Linked DNA regions of Rattus norvegicus: all the other regions are linked to region 1. A link is a contact called in public Hi-C data. All regions are on one chromosome and are shown on one strand. The core of a region is the stretch at or near the end of the contact, and the rest is flanking DNA. Distances in the headings are between cores, read along the strand shown.

Region 1 (3,411 bases), core at 670-3,169:
ACTTGTTCTCTGACTTTCACAGGCATGCTGCGGCACACACACAGGCACAGAGCTCTCTACTAGACCAAATTCGAAAGCTTATGTGTATTAAATACAGGGAATGCTAATCTGTTGGTCTCTGCTATTCAGCTCAGTACCCACTAACAGAGTCTTCTAGCATACTGTCCTGTCCTGTCTAAAATTAATCTCCCTGCAACCTTCTGACATTTGCACACAACATTTTCTCTTTCTAAGATCTGACCATTTTTGTTTCTGTTTACTATGGTTATTTCCTATCCACTTGTTCTGACAGATGTCTTGCTCATTTCTGCAACCTCCTCTTCCTCGGGATCTGAGCATTGTCTGCGGCTAGGCTTATCACAAGGTAAGGGTCTCTCTCATTTTGGCAGATTAAAAAGCATTATTTACTAGAGTCTAAAAAAGACAGTTTGAAATTGAGAAGAGAATGGGGATTCAGTCATACCCACTCAAATCTACTCTAAATTTTCTTTTCTTTTTGGGGAGGGGGGGCAAGTCTCACAGTGAAACCCAAACTAGTTTGAAATTTACTATATGTAGCCCAGGTTTAACTAAGGCTAGCCTCCTCCAATAATGTCTTAAGTGCTGGAATTACAATGTGCTACCATGGCCCACTTCTCCAATTCTTCTGTCGGGTACAGATAACATGAAAACAGGAGTCCCCCCTTTTCAAGTCAAAACCAGCAGGTGACTATTTTAGACTTATGCCCCAAAGTCTTTGCCCCCTTCCAACAATATAGAGTTGTGTGATTCCTTTCCACCAGCTGTGCAATCAAATACAATCAAGGGCTGCTGTGCACTTTTGATCAGGAGCTGCCCCTTAGAACCTTTTGCACACCCCAAATGCAATCAAGTAAGAGGTCAGAATTTGGCCTCTCACAAAACAAGTTCACTACTCCCATGAATCAAAAACCTGAGTTCCATATGAGATGCCTTAGCTCCCTCTACCAGTAAAATAAATCCACCCACGAAATTACAAAAGTCCCAGCAGGGACAAACACCAAAAGAAGTCGGAAACCCTCTATATTTGGAAAGATCTTTATCAAAACGAGCGGGGGGAGGGGGGAGACCACCTTCACAACCAATTCACTCCAGAACAGGAGGGGGAAGGAGGAAACGCTCCTCAGGAGCTCTCGCTCCCTTTGCGGTTCACTGTCCACCAAGATCAATGTGAGAGCACTGGGACACAGCAAGGAAAGTAGGGTTTGACCAGTGAGAATCCAAGTCCTGACTAGAGTGTCTGAGGAGCCATGGTAGTGGAGGACACTGGGCGAGAGGCCTGAACCGTGGTGGAATGGAGACCCGGGAGGTCAGCGGGTACTGGACACAGTCAATAAGGACCCTGAACACAGGGCAGAGAGAGGGATCAGGGGACACAAGTCAGAAGGTCAAAAGACCTAGAGGGTAAGGGTTAGAAAAAAGGGATCTGTATGGGAAGATGCTCAGGAGTATGCGGGCGACACGGACCTCCCACTGCTCCAGAAGTCGCGCCATGTCGGCATCGTTGTAATCGCGGATGTCCTTCTTTTTCCGTGGAGGTGTGATGGCCTCGCCGGGAGTATCGGTCGCGTAGGCTTCAGGAGGAGAGAGCAACAGAAGGTCCGAGGCACATAGAAACAGGAGAACCGCGCGCAGCCAGCTGGAGGCCGCCATGTTAGCTGCCCAGTGTAACGGGCTACACACTGAGCCTGCGCAAACAGCGTGCGGAGTCTCGGCGCCGGAGCCTCGCCCCCACCCCACCCCCGGTCCTCCAATCCAGTCCCTCGCTCGCTCTGAGCAGAACTAAAGCCAGTACTCGACCCTGCCCCACTCTCGCGGACACAGGTCCAATGGCTCCTCCTCCTAAGCGTCCTAGCCTACCGCACCCCGCCGTTCTGTTTCCTCCAGTCCGGACCTCATCCGATATCCCCTTCCCTTCCCTTGGGCCCGCCCCACAATTGCCCGCCCCTGTGTCTCCCAACCTCAGGCTCCTCCTCATCATCGAGCCTTTCACCACTTGACTCCGCCTCTCAGCTAAGGTCTCCTGACTCCGCCCCTAGGGCCCTTGCCTCCTCACCAGACTCCACCCCATAGCTCTGGGACCTCACCTGGCTGGGCACCAAGGGTTCGTTCCACCCCCTAGTTCCTCCCTTTGTTAGGCTCCGCCCCGCGAGCTCCTCCCCTTATTCTGGCCAAGCAATTTACCCTAGCTGGGTCCTGCTGGACTGTGTGCTATTTCCACTGTTTTGGGGTTTTGTTAGAAGTCAGCCCTTTTGTTTTTCATTCACTAGTCAGGTTTGAAAAGTTTCCTCAGGGTGTCCTGCATAAATAGCTGGGAGTCCTGGAATCCTACGAAATGAATGAGAATGGAAGATATGCAAACTGCCTTGACCCTGAGGCCCTTTTCAGGGTGTGGACTTTGAACCATGCTCCCTAGTAATTTCCTGTGAGAACCACCAGCTAAAAAGCTAAGGACCGCCAGCGCAACTTTTCTTGAAGACTGTAAATATGGAATCTATTGTTATTCTGCTCCGTAGATGATTTTCGACTCGCCAGTCTTTCAGTTATCATTGTCAATTAAACTTTAAAAAATCATTTAATTGATAACCATTTTTATTGTTTAAAATAGTTCTAGTCTCTTCTGATTTCCATCTACCACTGCAGTTCTAATCTATAAGACAAAATTACCCTAATTTTGTTTTCTGTTTTACAAGATTCTGACAACTATGCTTTTCAGAAATAAAATACTTGGGGTCAGAGATACTTTAGTTTCCTAAGCTTTAAGTGGCAGATCTGATTTCTTTAAAATTTCAAATTATATCCTAAGACATGAAACTTCGGTGTAGTTGGAAAATATTCGAACAATATAGTTTAATTACTGACCCCAAGGTGTCACATACTGCGGTACAATTCATTCCTATATTCACAAATGTGAAAGTATCTAAGAATGGGTTTTCGATGCTTAATTAGCATACTGTATTAACTACTAAGTATTCTTGAGTGCTTCACCCCTTTAGTCTTTGGCTTTTTGTTTTGTTTTGTTTTGGGGTGCTTTTGTCTTTGTTTTTTTCAAGACTAGGTTTCCCTGGCTAACCTGGAACTCACTCTAGACCAAGCCGACACAGCCTTCAGAGATCTGCCTGACTCTGCCTCCCAAGTGCTGGATTGAAGGCATGTGCTACCACAGCCAGTATAGTATTCTCCACTACTGCACCAGTGTTTTGATTTTGCTTTCTCCCTCATTATTACTATTTCCCCTGTCTTTCTCTCTATGCTTTGGATGAAGATGATTAATAGGTTTCATAGAGTGCAAATCCTTTATAACATGCTTAAGGAAAAGTCTTTCTTATGACGGAGACTTCTTTAACAGAAGTAGGTGGCAACTGAGTGTGTCCTGAGTTGTCCTGCCTTCTT
Region 2 (3,411 bases), core at 672-3,171, 250 kb before region 1:
TGTCTAAGGATACAAGATGGCTCAGTGGGTAAACAAGTCTGACGATCCAAGTTTGATCCCCCAAACTCGCATGATGGAAAGAGAGAAACAACTCCTATAAGTTGTCTTCTCAACTCCATACCTATGTCCACCCCCAAAATACATATAATAATAATAATACAATCACCTAAATGTTCACAAAGGACTGATTTATTTGCTTGCTTATTTATTTATTTTATTTATTTATTTATTTAAGTTATGGTCTCATTGCCCGGTCTGGCCACTATGAAGTTGGGAGTGACCACGAACTCCTGATCCCGCAAACTGTTTTCAGGCTTCTTAAGAGTGTCTTGACTGTGGCAGAGATAACTTTCTCTTTGCAATTCTGGCAACTGACCCAGTAGCTATGGCATGAAAAACGCCACACACATTGACTTAGTACAGGAATCAAGCAGGCAAAATAGCAACATGAAAAAACTCTCAAGTCTTTGGGGGAAAAAAAATGAAACTGAAAGCCAGAAGCTAAAGCCTAGCAATGGAAGAACAGTTTTGCCCATCTAACTTTAAAACAGACTTGAAGAGGCATTGTGTGCAGTTTTTTGGAAATTTATGAATTTAGTGAGTATATGGCCTTCTAAAATTCAGTCCACAATGTTACTACTGATGTTGGTATTGATAAATCAATTTAGATTAGGATGCTCAAAATTCTTTTTGTTTTCAAAAAGGTTGTAATCCTTCTTGGGACATCTTTGAGGTCTGGAGTGGTGACTGCCCACTGGGGCTCTGGTTGCATTAACCGCAGGTAGCCTGGGATGCCCTCCTCTCCCTGAAAGCGAAGCCTAATGCCAAAGTCCAGAGGAGAGGCTCTGCCAACTGAACACCAGGGTTCACATGGTTTCAAAGGCCCTGAGAGCTATATTTGGAAAATCACTTAAAGCCCATAGCCAAGACAACAGAGGATTAAAATCGTTTTAACATGTCTTTCATGATTAAAAGTCTGGCGCCAAAACAATTCTAGAGAAACTAACATCATAAAGGACAGATATGGAGTATGAGTATCCAGTTGGCACCATGTAGGGGGGGTTGACGTAAGGGGTGAGGGTGAGAAAGTACCATGTTCACACCAGTTGTAAAACCAACAGGCACGGGAACACGTACGAGGGGGATCAGAGGAGGGTGGTATTCAAAAAGTCTTGAATCTCAGCCACTGGTATAGAGGAAAGAGGAATCCGAGTTCTACGCCAGTGTAGGTTAAACTGTCTCAAACAACCAAAAGAGAAAAAAATAGCATTGATTAGCGGGAAGCAAGGCATTTTTTAATGTATTCAATTCTCTTTCTCAATAATTATCTTTTACATAAATTCCCAATAACCCTACCAGGACAAAGTTGGTTCTGGAGAACCGAATCCTAAAGTATCTGTGCACCTACCTTTTCAATCCAGGATTGTCCCAACCGCCCCATCTCTTCAGAGCCCCGCCCCAATCACGGTAAGCTCCGCCCCAGACACCAGAGCCTCGCTTCGGATCCCGGAGTTTGTTCTAACCAGCAGCCCTGCCCAGATGCACTAACTCCCCGCCCAAGAGGTGAGAGCCCCGCCCAGACAGGGGAGTCCTGCTTCAGACTAGGGCGTCCGTTCTGAGGGGTAGCCCCGCCCGCTTGTGGGGGCGCGCGGCGCGGTAACCCGGAAGTGGCGGCAGCGTGCGGGGGCGGGGCGGCGCGCTCGAGCGGGCCATGGCCGCCGCCGCCGCGGGCTTTGTGTGCAGCGCGCGAGCCCCGGTCGTCCGCACCTCGCCGGGGCTGCGGGGCTGCCGCTGACCCGCCCCGCTCGCCGCGCCGCGCCCGCCTGGCCCCGCCCCTAGCCTCTCCGCCTCCTCGGCCGGCCTCCAGTTCTCGGCGCTCTCCCTCTGCGCTCCCTGCGCTTCCCTCCCGCCCGCGGCGGGCGCCAGGCCGTCCCGATGCCCGAGCCCGGCCCCAGGATGAACGGCTTCTCGCTCGGCGAGCTGTGCTGGCTCTTCTGCTGCCCTCCTTGTCCGAGCCGCATCGCCGCCAAGCTGGCCTTCCTGCCGCCCGAACCCACCTACACGGTGCTGGCGCCCGAGCAGCGCGCGCCCGCGCCCGCTGCGACCCCGGCGCCAGCCCCGGCGGCGCAGCCCGCTCCGGCCGAGGAGGGTGCGGGCCCCGGCGCGTGCAGCCTGCACCTGAGCGAGCGCGCCGACTGGCAGTACTCGCAGCGCGAACTGGACGCCGTAGAGGTCTTCTTCTCGCGCACGGCCCGCGACAACCGGCTGGGCTGCATGTTCGTGCGCTGCGCGCCCTCCAGCCGCTACACGCTGCTCTTCTCTCACGGCAACGCTGTGGACTTGGGCCAGATGTGTAGCTTCTACATCGGCCTGGGCTCGCGCATCAACTGCAACATCTTTTCTTACGACTATTCGGGCTATGGTGTGAGCTCCGGCAAGCCCTCCGAAAAGAATCTCTACGCCGACATCGACGCCGCGTGGCAGGCGTTGCGCACCCGGTGAGCCCCGAGCCACGGGTTGGGTGCGGGCTTGTGCTCCCAGATTGTTGCATTCGCTCCGGATCACCAGCCCTTGTGGGGATGGATAGCTCAGACTTAAAGGGTCCTGCCTGCTTTTCACTGGCCAGCGAGGCCTGGAGTCTTTGTGGCTCCGGTTAAACGCACGTGGCCGCTGTGGGGGGTGCTAACGTACCGGCCAAACCAACTTGGTTGAGCTTGAGTTGTGTGATGAACTACGCGCAGACCCTGAAGGTCTGGAAGAAGTGACCTTGGGTTTTTCAGTGTCCTGTGAAAACAGGGGAGAGACTATGACCTTTAAAAGACTTTCTAAGTAGAAAGTCCCCCTGGGGCGATGCCTGAACAGCCCTTAAGGCTGGGTCGGGTCGGGTGTGGTGAGGACTTTGCCTCTTGGTCCGGCAGAGTTTGTGGTTCCTTGAGATCAGGAAGTTAGCTGATGTCGGAACCTTCCCTAAACCCCACTAGTAGCGCAGGGTGTCTTATAGGCTCGAGGGAATCGGTTGACCTTGAGTTAGGGTTCATAAAACTGGAATTATTCGGGGTCTTTTACATGCCAAGCACAAATTGTTATATCTGGGGACAGATCAGGTGGGAAAAAGAAAAACCTGCTTGAGTTTTACTCTGAACTTAGACTTTTGATTTGTGAGAAAGTTAAGTGACCTGTCCTGTTTGATGCTTGTGACCTTCCCATGTAATCCCCATAGCACAGGTGGCAACCTTTTGGGTAATGAGCTTGGATTTCTTTAGAGGAACAAGTCCTCAGAATAAGGACAGTAGGCACTGTTCTTTTTAGAGACCTTTGTATAGTTTTTATGAAAAGTCTATTTGCTGGGCTAAGTACATGATCAGTAATAATGACTTATTTCCATATGTGTTGCCCGTATGTTCATAAATT
Region 3 (3,411 bases), core at 566-3,065, 210 kb after region 1:
ACAACTTCCTCTAAAGAAAAGGCTGGAAAATCAGAAGCACAAAGTAGCAACTTCCTGTTTCCTAAAGCCTGCCACCAAAGGACACGCAGCAACTCCACCAGTAAGTATCTTCTCAAAATATCTTCGGGAATAGAGCTGTCTTAGTTCCTTTTCTGTTGCTGATAAAACACCATGACCAAGGCTACTTAAAGAAGGAGGGTTTTTGTTGTTGGTGGTGATGGTGGTTGGTTGATTGGTTGGTTGGCTTTTCTGACTTATGGTTCCAGAAGACTAGAAGTGATAATGGCTGGAAGAGACAATAGTCATGCTGGCAGAAGCAGGCTGCTGAAAGCTCACATCTCGAACCACAGGCAAAGAGCAGAGAGAGAACTAGAAATGGGAGATTTTAAACTTTCAAACCTGCTTCTAGTGACAAACTTCCACCCACAAGGCCACAGATCCTACACCTCTCCAAACATCACCACCAACTGGAGACCTATGGGCCTATGTGGGCCTGTGGAGGACATTCTCATTCAAACTACCCCAAGAGGTTATCTGCTCCTGAATATCAGGACTAGCAAGACTGCCAGTGCTGTGGGGGAGATTAGGAGGATGGCTCTTCCCTGGTCTTTCAAGGATAAACCAAGATGGGAACTGTTTATCTCTCAGAGAACATTCTTCGTGAGTGTGCTTCCCTGACAGCTTAGAGAGCTTAGCGTTGGCCTTAGCATTTCTCTGTGACCAGTTCTTCTGGCTGGGTGGCATGTGGAGAAAAAAAGAAAAACAGAAAGAAAGAGAGAGAGAGAGAGAGAGAGAGAGAGAGAGAGAGAGAGCTACTCTAGCTGCTGGCTGAGCAATCTTGTCTCTCTCCCTACAACCTCTCTTGCCTTATCTGTGATATGATAGGACCTGAGACTGGAAGACTGGAAGACTCTTAATTAATGTAAACAGAATCAGAAAAATGAAGAAATTAAGACCACAGTGAATCATAACTCTACCTGTGCTAATACTAAGCTCTGCTAGCATTTTCAGTTAATTTCATACTCTTCCCACATGACTTCAGAAAACTTATATTCACAAGTCATTGGAAATTCTGTTCTAAACTATTTTTAGTGGAAACACACAATTTTATTATATGAACATTACGATCTAGTTAACCAACTCTCTCTTCCTAGATATTTGCATTATATATTATATAGAGATTATATATGATATATAAACATATAGATGTTCTATCAGTCTCTCACTAGCATAATCAATATTGTTTACTTTATATATGAAATTTTATTTGCACCCATGCTGGTTCTAAAGGACAACTCTGTCAGCCTCTGTATCTGCAAATGGGAAGTACTTGAAAAAATTGCATTTGTACAGAAAATATGCAGATTCTTTCTCTTCTTGTTGTCTTCTAACAGTCCAGCATAGGAAGCACATGTCTATGCATCTATTATGTGATGACAGTGCAGTGACATGGAAAAGCACCACTTATTCTGGCACCTGTGGGGGGTCCTTGAATCAATTTTTCTCCCACTGAGTGACAACCATGCAGCTTAAAGGCCGAGTGTGGAGGTTTACAGCTAGCATCCCGTCATGTGGGGTGTAGAGGTAGTGGGGTGATCAGGAGTGTGTGGCCAGGCTGGGTTGCAGCAGATCCTGTCTCAAAATCAAATCAAGTCAAATCAAATCAATACAAAACAACATCAAAACAAGCAAATAACAACAAAAATCACAAAACAAAACACCATGAGCAAAACAAAAGAGAATATATTCCAGGGTGAGTGTACTTGGATTGGGATCTAGCTTCTTTGGAAAAGATTATCTGTATGACTTCAGGGAAGTTTCTTGACTTTGCAAGCCTCATTATTCTATGTCACTCTGAGTCATTCTTAAATGAATTACGACCCATTTGGAGGCTTGCGTAACTTGGTTTCTTGTTAGTGTAATTGCCTAGGAGTTGACGTTTGGTTTAAACAGTAGGTAGATCCAGCTTAAGAACTTTGTCCACATGTTAGTCTGACACTCCTTCAGCAGCAAACATGATCACCTGCTTCTTCACATTGAGTTACTGTTGCTATTACTTTTAAAAATATTTGTCCCACAGCCTTCTCTCTCTCTCCTGTTTCTGCTTCTCTGCTTTGCTTTGCATCTGGGGCCCGTTACACACTTTGTTGGGGCTCTGTCTAAAATGAAACAAAGAGACCCTGTTCAAAATTATTAAGAATTTCAAAGTGGCAACAGCCCAGCATTAAACCAAGCTGGGAGCCTTCTGGCCACAACCTCTGGTGACTGCACACACCACATGTTCACAAGTGCAGCCATGCTGGTGTCCTAGGAGCTGATCTCTCAGACAGTACCACCCACCTCCAACTGGGTTCAGTTACTGAGTGAGTGACTGGCTGTAGGATAGAGCTCTGTAGGAACCGCTTTCCTGGTACCTTGACTGTCAATCACTCAAGTGGCCTGTCTTCCCTGGATGGGGCTCAGTCAGCCCAACTGACTCCAGGCCTCTGGGGAGGTAATGGTCTCTAGGACCCCAGCACATTTGGCTTTGAGTGTAAGTGTGCCTTTGGTTACTTATACAAGCTGTGACTTGCACACTGGCTTACAAAATCGGCTGGAAAACAGACCTCTTTAGGCAAATGGAAAGATTTCTTTATTTATTTAGTACATGTTTTGATGACTCTTGCTAGTTTCCTATTGGGGTTATCCTTGTCTTATTAATTTACGAAACTCTCCGTTAAATTAATATTGAACATTGGATTCTTTTTTTTTTTTTGGTTCTTTTTTTTCTTTTTTTCTTTTTTTTTTTTTCGGAGCTGGGGACCGAACCCAGGGCCTTGCGCTTCCTAGGTAAGCGCTCTACCACTGAGCTAAATCCCCAGCCCCTGAACATTGGATTCTTAAACATGTTTTAGAGAATCAGCTGTGTCCTGTTCTAGACTCTGTTTATACAGGCTTGAATCCATGTTCAGGCAGAGCACCCAAAACATAGCAGCTGCCTGGGTCAGGAAGGGCAGGTCCCAGCTCAGCATGGGTTCGAGGGTTTGCACTAAACTTGCCCATGGCTCTGTCATCACTCTGCTGTTGCTCAGTTCAAGTTCATTTGTACTTATTGCTCTTCCTCTCTTCTTCATTCAGTGTAGGTCGTGGCCATGGGAAAGCCCAGGACACAGAGGTCTGGATTATATACTAGACTTATTTATTGCAATAAAGCCCCTGGGCCTCTGTTTGCTCATTAATAAGTAGGAAGTAGACCAGAACTCCGGAAAGTCTCTGATAATTGGCTGCATCAGCGGGAGAGTTACCCAGGCCTCATCAGTGGGCCAGGATGGGTGTGAGGTCTACATTCTTATTAAACACGTACATAAATGAAGTGCGTGTGCAGATTCGGACTAGATGACCTCTGTACGGTCTCTGCATTCTGCCTTCCCC

Evidence for each region. A called contact is a pair of places that touch in the nucleus more often than the background predicts.
Region 2: a Hi-C map of liver shows a contact between it and region 1, with 3 times the contacts expected there. The contact joins the promoter of Abhd17c here to the promoter of Mesd in region 1. A contact is called at or near these places in 2 of 12 Hi-C or Micro-C datasets (liver and mammary epithelial cells).
Region 3: a contact with region 1 is called in a Hi-C map of Schwann cells, with 4 times the contacts expected there. The contact joins the enhancer-like site here to the promoter of Mesd in region 1. A contact is called at or near these places in 7 of 12 Hi-C or Micro-C datasets (the A7r5 cell line, the Rat2 cell line, Schwann cells and 4 more).

Annotation. Positions count from the first base shown.
Region 1 is chr1:147,281,971-147,285,381 of GRCr8, reverse strand. Mesd (mesoderm development LRP chaperone) reads right to left here and starts at 1,919. Exons shown (of 3, transcript NM_001008345.1): 1 at 1,486-1,919. The coding sequence starts at 1,671.
Region 2 is chr1:147,533,225-147,536,635 of GRCr8, reverse strand. Abhd17c (abhydrolase domain containing 17C, depalmitoylase) reads left to right here and starts at 1,921. Exons shown (of 3, transcript NM_001100736.2): 1 at 1,921-2,498. The coding sequence starts at 1,936.
Region 3 is chr1:147,068,330-147,071,740 of GRCr8, reverse strand. Il16 (interleukin 16) reads left to right here. Exons shown (of 19, transcript NM_001105749.1): 3 at 1-100. Among named protein-coding and RNA genes, the nearest start is that of Il16, 47 kb to the left of the region's middle. Within about 2 kb of position 1,815, at least 4 of the 93 cell types and tissues checked have an H3K27ac peak or open chromatin away from gene starts, as enhancers often do. A contact at or near this core is called in Schwann cells, where this site is marked.